2 separate regions of the Sus scrofa genome follow, and region 1 is linked to region 2. Evidence: chromatin contacts called from public HiChIP or PLAC-seq data. All regions are on one chromosome and are shown on one strand. The core of a region is the stretch at or near the end of the contact, and the rest is flanking DNA. Distances in the headings are between cores, read along the strand shown.

Evidence for each region. HiChIP or PLAC-seq counts read pairs in DNA pulled down with a chosen protein or histone mark.
Region 1: an H3K27ac HiChIP or PLAC-seq map of alveolar macrophages shows a contact between it and region 2. The contact joins the promoter of MPEG1 here to the promoter of PATL1 in region 2. A contact is called at or near these places in 1 of 47 Hi-C or Micro-C datasets (embryonic fibroblasts) and 1 of 2 datasets of contacts at active chromatin or transcription factors (alveolar macrophages).

Annotation. Positions count from the first base shown.
Region 1 is chr2:12,192,777-12,195,831 of Sscrofa11.1, forward strand. MPEG1 (macrophage expressed 1) reads left to right here and starts at 1,527. Exons shown (of 1, transcript NM_001267892.1): 1 at 1,527-3,055. The coding sequence starts at 1,621.
Region 2 is chr2:11,825,176-11,828,307 of Sscrofa11.1, forward strand. It overlaps PATL1 (protein PAT1 homolog 1), which reads left to right and starts at 1,641. Exons shown (of 19, transcript XM_021082992.1): 1 at 1,641-2,840. The coding sequence starts at 2,826.

The DNA of each region.
Region 1 (3,055 bases), core at 277-2,776, 370 kb after region 2:
ACTCTTGTTGGCTCTTTTAGCTATTTTCAGTTTTTTGCTACGATAAAAATAAAGAGGAAAACTGTTACCAGCGTCCCCCAAAGACAATGGCCAGGTGTTTAGAGATATAGGAACACTTGAATATAGAATTATCTATATTTACTTTGCTTGCATTCTCATTAAATCAGAATGAGGTCTCATCACAATCTATTAAAAAAAAAAAGCAAAAAGTAAGAAATTGTCAGTAGGTCTCCGAAACAGTAAGAGTTGTCTGATTCTGATGAACTAGCCCTGAAGTAGTTTGAAGGGAAGTATGTGGATATTTCAACAGACTTTTTGGAAATATGCAAGGTATTCAACTCTAATTTTTCTCATTCTAGGATCATTCTACTGAGCTATAAACTTATAGCTAAATGATTTACAAATTAACCAGGACATACTGCATAGAGACTTGCTTCTCTAGCCAAATATAAAACAGATACTGGTTCATTAATTAATCCCCCTTGAGTGCAAATGAATTCCCCAGAGCATGATAACTGAGGCATGAATAGACCCAGAATATGGTATTTCTGGGTTTTCGGAACACCATCATGGTTTTATGAATAATTAGTGATGCTCTGCCTGTGAAGCTGGGAAACTGGCCTCATTATTTCTGCACACACTTGTCAGCTGCATCAGTGATAATGTGCTATAATACAATTCCTTGAAACCTTTTCAGAATGCATACAGGTTGTCTGTGAATTCAAACGTGATCTTTTCAGGCTCAGCACTCCCTCTGGTTCATGGTATGATTTGGGGAACCATGAGGGTGCAATTGAGAGCTTCTGTGAACTCCTATGGATTCCCTGGGTACCACTCAATGTATGAGTTGTCCCAAAGAGTTGACAGAGCCGGGCTTCAGTTAAGCCTGGTTCTCGATCAATGGCCTAGAAACACTGTTCTAAATCGTGCAGTTTCCTACACTGATTTAGCATTAGCACACAAAAGCAAAGTCATGAAATTTTCTTCTCCTAATGATATAACAAATGAGCTGTTGTCTTAGAAAACTTGAGTCATGAAGAGCTACATTCATTTTGATGCACCTATGCTGGTTACACGAACTTAACAATGAAATGAAACAATAAAAGCAATAGGCACCAACTTATTGCCAACCCCTACACACAGGAAAAGGAAACTGGTATTGAAGTCCCAGGAGAGAGGAGGTAGGGAAAATTTGAAATATCAAGAGAGTGAACCAAAAAAAAGCAAAATCCAAGCTTTCTTTCAAAGCCAGAAATCTCACATGGAGTTAAGAGTAAAGCATGGGGTTGTACTTTTTCTAAGTGTCCACTACTGCTGCAGAGTAGCCAGCTTGGGGCTGAAGGAAGTAGGGAACCTCTGGGAAGTTCAGGATTATGGATATGGGGCTGCATTCGCATATGTAGTAGAATACAATGCTCTTCAACACATCGATGGACCTTCGTATTCCAACTCACTCTCATTTCCCCATTTGCGATTAGACTAGCCTAAAGAGGAACCAGTGGCTTTAGAACTGCTGAACTTTTTGTTTCAGCAACGACTTTCTTTCCAAGCAGTTCAGTCTGCACAGAGCTCGCTGGCTGTTGCTGAGGGCTGACGTGACAGGCTGGGGCTGTCTGAGCCATGAACGGCTTCAGGGGTGCCATCCTTATCTGGGCAGTGGCAGTGTGGGCTAAAACGGACACATCTCTGGGAGAGGCAGCTGAGGCTGGATTTCAAAAATGCAAGAATGCCTTAAAACTACCTGTCCTGGAAGTCCTACCAGGAGGTGGCTGGGATAATCTTCGGAATGTGGACATGGGACGGGTGATGGACCTGACGTACACCCACTGCAAGACCACAGAGGATGGACAGTACATTGTCCCTGACGAGATCTTCACCATTCCCCAGAAACAGAGCAACCTGGAGATGAACTCAAAAATCCTTGAGTCCTGGGTCAATTACCAGAGCACCACCTCTTACTCCATCAACATGGAGCTCTCTCTTTTTTCCAAAGTCAATGGCAAGTTCTCACCTGAGTTCCAGAGGATAAAGAGCCTCCAGGTGAAGGATCAAGCTGTGACTACCCAGGTTCAGCTAAGAAACCTGGTCTACACGGTCAAAATCAACCCAGATGCAGAACTAAGCTGGGGGTTTAAAAAGGAGCTCATGGACATCTCTGAACGTCTGGAGAACAACCAGACACGGATGGCCACCTACTTGGCGGAACTCCTGGTCCTCAACTATGGTACCCATGTCATCACCAGTGTGGATGCGGGCGCTACTCTCATTCAGGAGGACCACATCAGATCCTCCTTCCTCCAGGACAGCCAGAGCAGCCACAGTGCTGTGACTTCATCTGCTGGAATCACCTTCCTAAACATCGTGAACTTCAAACTTGAGGAGAGCTACATCTCCCAGAATGACTTCACCAAGAACTACCTCTCCAACCGAACCAACTCCAGGGTGCAAAGCATCGGAGGGCTCCCTTTTTACCCAGGCATCACCCTCCAAGCCTGGCAGCAGGGCATCACCAACCACCTGGTGGCCGTGGACCGTGCTGGCCTGCCTCTGCATTTCTTCATCAACCCCGACAGGCTGCCTGACTTGCCAGGGCCCTTGGTGAAAAAGCTGTCAAAGACGGTGGAGACAGCTGTGAGACGCTATTACACCTTCAACACCTACCCTGGCTGCACAGATCTCAACTCGCCTAACTTCAATTTCCAAGCCAACGTGGATGATGGCTCCTGTGAGGGGAAAATGACCAATTTCTCCTTTGGTGGAGTTTATCAGCAATGCACCCAGCTCTCAGGGAATGAGTTTGTCCAACTCTGCCAAAACTTGGAGCAGAAGAATCCACTCACAGGTGATTTCTCCTGCCCTTCTGGCTACTCCCCCATCCGCCTGCTGACCCAGACCCATGAGGAGGGTTACAACCGCCTGGAGTGTTCACAGAAGTGCACTCTCCTCATTTTCTGCAAGACGGTGTGTGAAGATGTGTTCCGGGTGGCCAAGGCTGAGTTTAGGGCTTTTTGGTGTGTGGCCAGTGGCCAAGTGTCAGAAAACTCAGGGCTACTTT
Region 2 (3,132 bases), core at 391-2,890:
CCTCCTGGTGAAGCTGTTGTATAACACTTGTTGTACATTACTTGATGAAAATTAATACATCATCTGAAACTAGGCTCACAAAAAGTACATTTTGTTCCTTTACCATGATCTAAGAAATAGGATGTATAGAATCTGTAAATACCGCAGTGGATTTTTTTTACAACCTTTGGAAAAAGGATGGCAAGGCCAGAGAAAGCATGATAGCGATGCTAATTGATGTCGCCTCTCAACTGTCAATCGCCTTTTCCACCTAGCTGGTGTGCAGGAGAGACTTTTCTTCCACTCACTCAAGAGACACTCTCCAAAGGCCTCATATCTTATTTCGAAAGAATTACTTGTGAAAAGAATTTTTACCCTCTCCATCTTAATAATGGGCCTACACAGCTCAAGAAAATACATTTGCCTAAAGTGGCCCTCATTCATCTCCCTCAAAGACAGCTGTTGCATGAGAAAAACATAATTTTATCGACCATCTCTATCTTGTTTTCTGTTTCTTTCATTTCTGCTCTTTACTATTTCCTTATTTATCCTTTCTTTGACATCATCCTATAGTTCATTTACATTCAGGCTTTCCTATTCTCTCATAGAAACTGCTTTAGCTGTATCTCAAGTCTTTATACGTTAATAAGTTTATCTACTTTCCACTATGTTTTCTCAAGCAGTCCATTAATTAGAAGTGTGGAGTTTTTTAAAATGTTCTGATGTCTGGAGTTCTCATTGTGGCACAGTAGGTTAAGTATCCAGTGTTGTATTTGAGGTGGCTCCAATCGCTGCTGAGGCACAATTTCCATTCCCTGCCTGGTGCAGATCCAGTTAAAGATCTGGTGTTGCCACAGCTGTGGCAAAGGTCACACCTGTGGCTTGGATTTGATCCCTGGCCCGGGAACTTCATTTGCCACCAGTGCAGCCAAAAAAAAAAAAAAAAAAAAAAAAAAATTCTGACATAATGATCAGAAAACTTGATCTGCAACATCTAGAATCAGCAAACTCTTTCCGTAAAGGGCCAGAGTAATTATTTCAGGCTTTGCTAGCCAAATAGCCTCCATTGAAAGTATTCAATTATGCCTTTGTTGCCCCAAAGCAACTAAAGACAATATGTAAATAAATGAAGATGGCCGTCTTCCCACAAAACTTTACTTTGAAAAAAAAAGGCAGCTAAGCAGATTTGGCTGTGGGTCACACTTTCCCAACCTTTGGTCTATATGGCACCAATTCTCACTGTTAAGAAGTGCCCCTACCTAATACATGAACTTTTGTAGTGTTCTATGCGTGCTTAAAAGTTATCATCTTATCCCCAGCCTGCTCCACTTTAACATTTAGGTCTGTCCCATGTAAATATCCTCTTTTGTTAAACTGTCACAATGATTAAGAGACTGGGTTTCTGGAATGAGAGACCTGGTTGCCGCTTGCCATTGAGTGGTTTAGGATAAACTGCTTAACATCTCTAATCCTCAAATTCCTCATCTATGGAGAAAATAATACCACCTACCTCACCGGATTGGCATAAGGCAGACTTCAACCATCAGTAGAAGTACTACTGGAATCATCATGCCATTGAACCACTACTTTGTGAGGCAGGTATCATTAATCCCGTTTTCCAAAGAAATTAAGGCTCAGACACGTTTAGGTAACTTGCCCCAAATCTGACGGCCCAGTGGCAAAGCACTGATTCCCACCCAGAACTTCTATTTCCAAATCCAAGTTTCCACTACTCAGGCTCTGATTAATCCGGTCATACCACCACGTAAGGAATTTACTCTATGCCACTCCCAGGCGAGGCTGCACTTTAAGACACCGGAGAAAGGAGTTGCGAAACTGCACAAGAATTCGTGGTGCAAGGACTAAATTTCGTAGCCAAGTTTAGTCTTCAAGGGGAAAGAGTGAGTTCGGCTAGCGGAGATAACAGTTCTCCAAAGAGACTTCTGAAAACAGGCTGCCAAGGCACCTGGACAAATGCTTTTCTGGTCCTGATCCTCTAAGGAGGTGGTGTCACCCTACGGCGCACTCAGCCTCGATGACCTTGCTGCCCACGGCTGTGCTGCCTTTTTTGGCTCCCTCACTCCACACGCTTGATGTGCCTGAGCCCTAAAAATACCTCCCTGGTTGAACCTCCCTAATAAGCCTTCGGTTTAAAGAAAAGAGGAAAAAAAAGCCTTCATCTCTGAGACACATAAATCACAGCCCTGACCTGCTGTTGACTCAGCGGGTGACGTGCCGCTGAAAGTGGCGACGAACTCAGCCCCTTTCGATGACCTGAACTTTAACTTTTTTCCCCTCCACTCGGTGCCTATCGTATGTCGTGAAGACCGCCAAGCAACCCGAAGACGGTGTTGGACGCTGGAAAAAGTGCCCAGGAATGTCCATTTCTCCCAGCCTAAGCTAAGCCTGGGACTCTCCAAAGCCATATCCTGTGACAATCACAAGGCTTTTCTCCGCCCCGTCGGTGACGGAAAACTCGTGACTCGAACCTCAGCGTCGGGCGGGCGCAGAGAAGCCGGGGGCGGAGCTACAGGTTCGGATCGCGAGGAAGCCCCCGACGGGTGGCGCGTGCGCAGTCTCTCGCCACGGGACCTCCTTCCCGCCGCCGAGACTAGGAAGCGGGACGCCAAATCTGTCCCCGCGCAGCCGCCGCCGCCGGGCGCGGAGCGGGGCGGCCGCCCTCCCCGAGGCGCGCCTGCGCACGTTCCCACGCACGCTCCGGCGTACGGCGGCGGCCAGGGGTCGCGAGCCGGTGGAGGACCCGCGCGCGGAGGAGCCCGGAGAGTCAGCGCTTCTTCCCTCCCTCCCCCATTCCCCTCCCCGCTCCCTCCCCCCCCTCCCCAAGAATGTTCCGCTACGAGGTGAGCTGTTGCGACCGGAAGTGACCCCTCCCTCCCGCCGGCACGCGCCCCCCTCTCTGTTTCTCTCACGCTCAGCGCGTCGGTCCGCGCCCCTCGGGGGGAAAAGGGGGGGCGGAGGGGCCGGCAGGACCGAGCAGAGTGTGTGGGCTCTGGGGTCGCGGGTTTAGTCCAAGGGCTGTGAGCTGGCTTCGTGGGGGCGGGACTGTCCTATCAGTTGCTACTGAGGAGAGTTGACCTCTGTTTGGGGGTGGGGAGGGCCCGTTAAGTGCGGTAACCAACCACCCCCCACCCC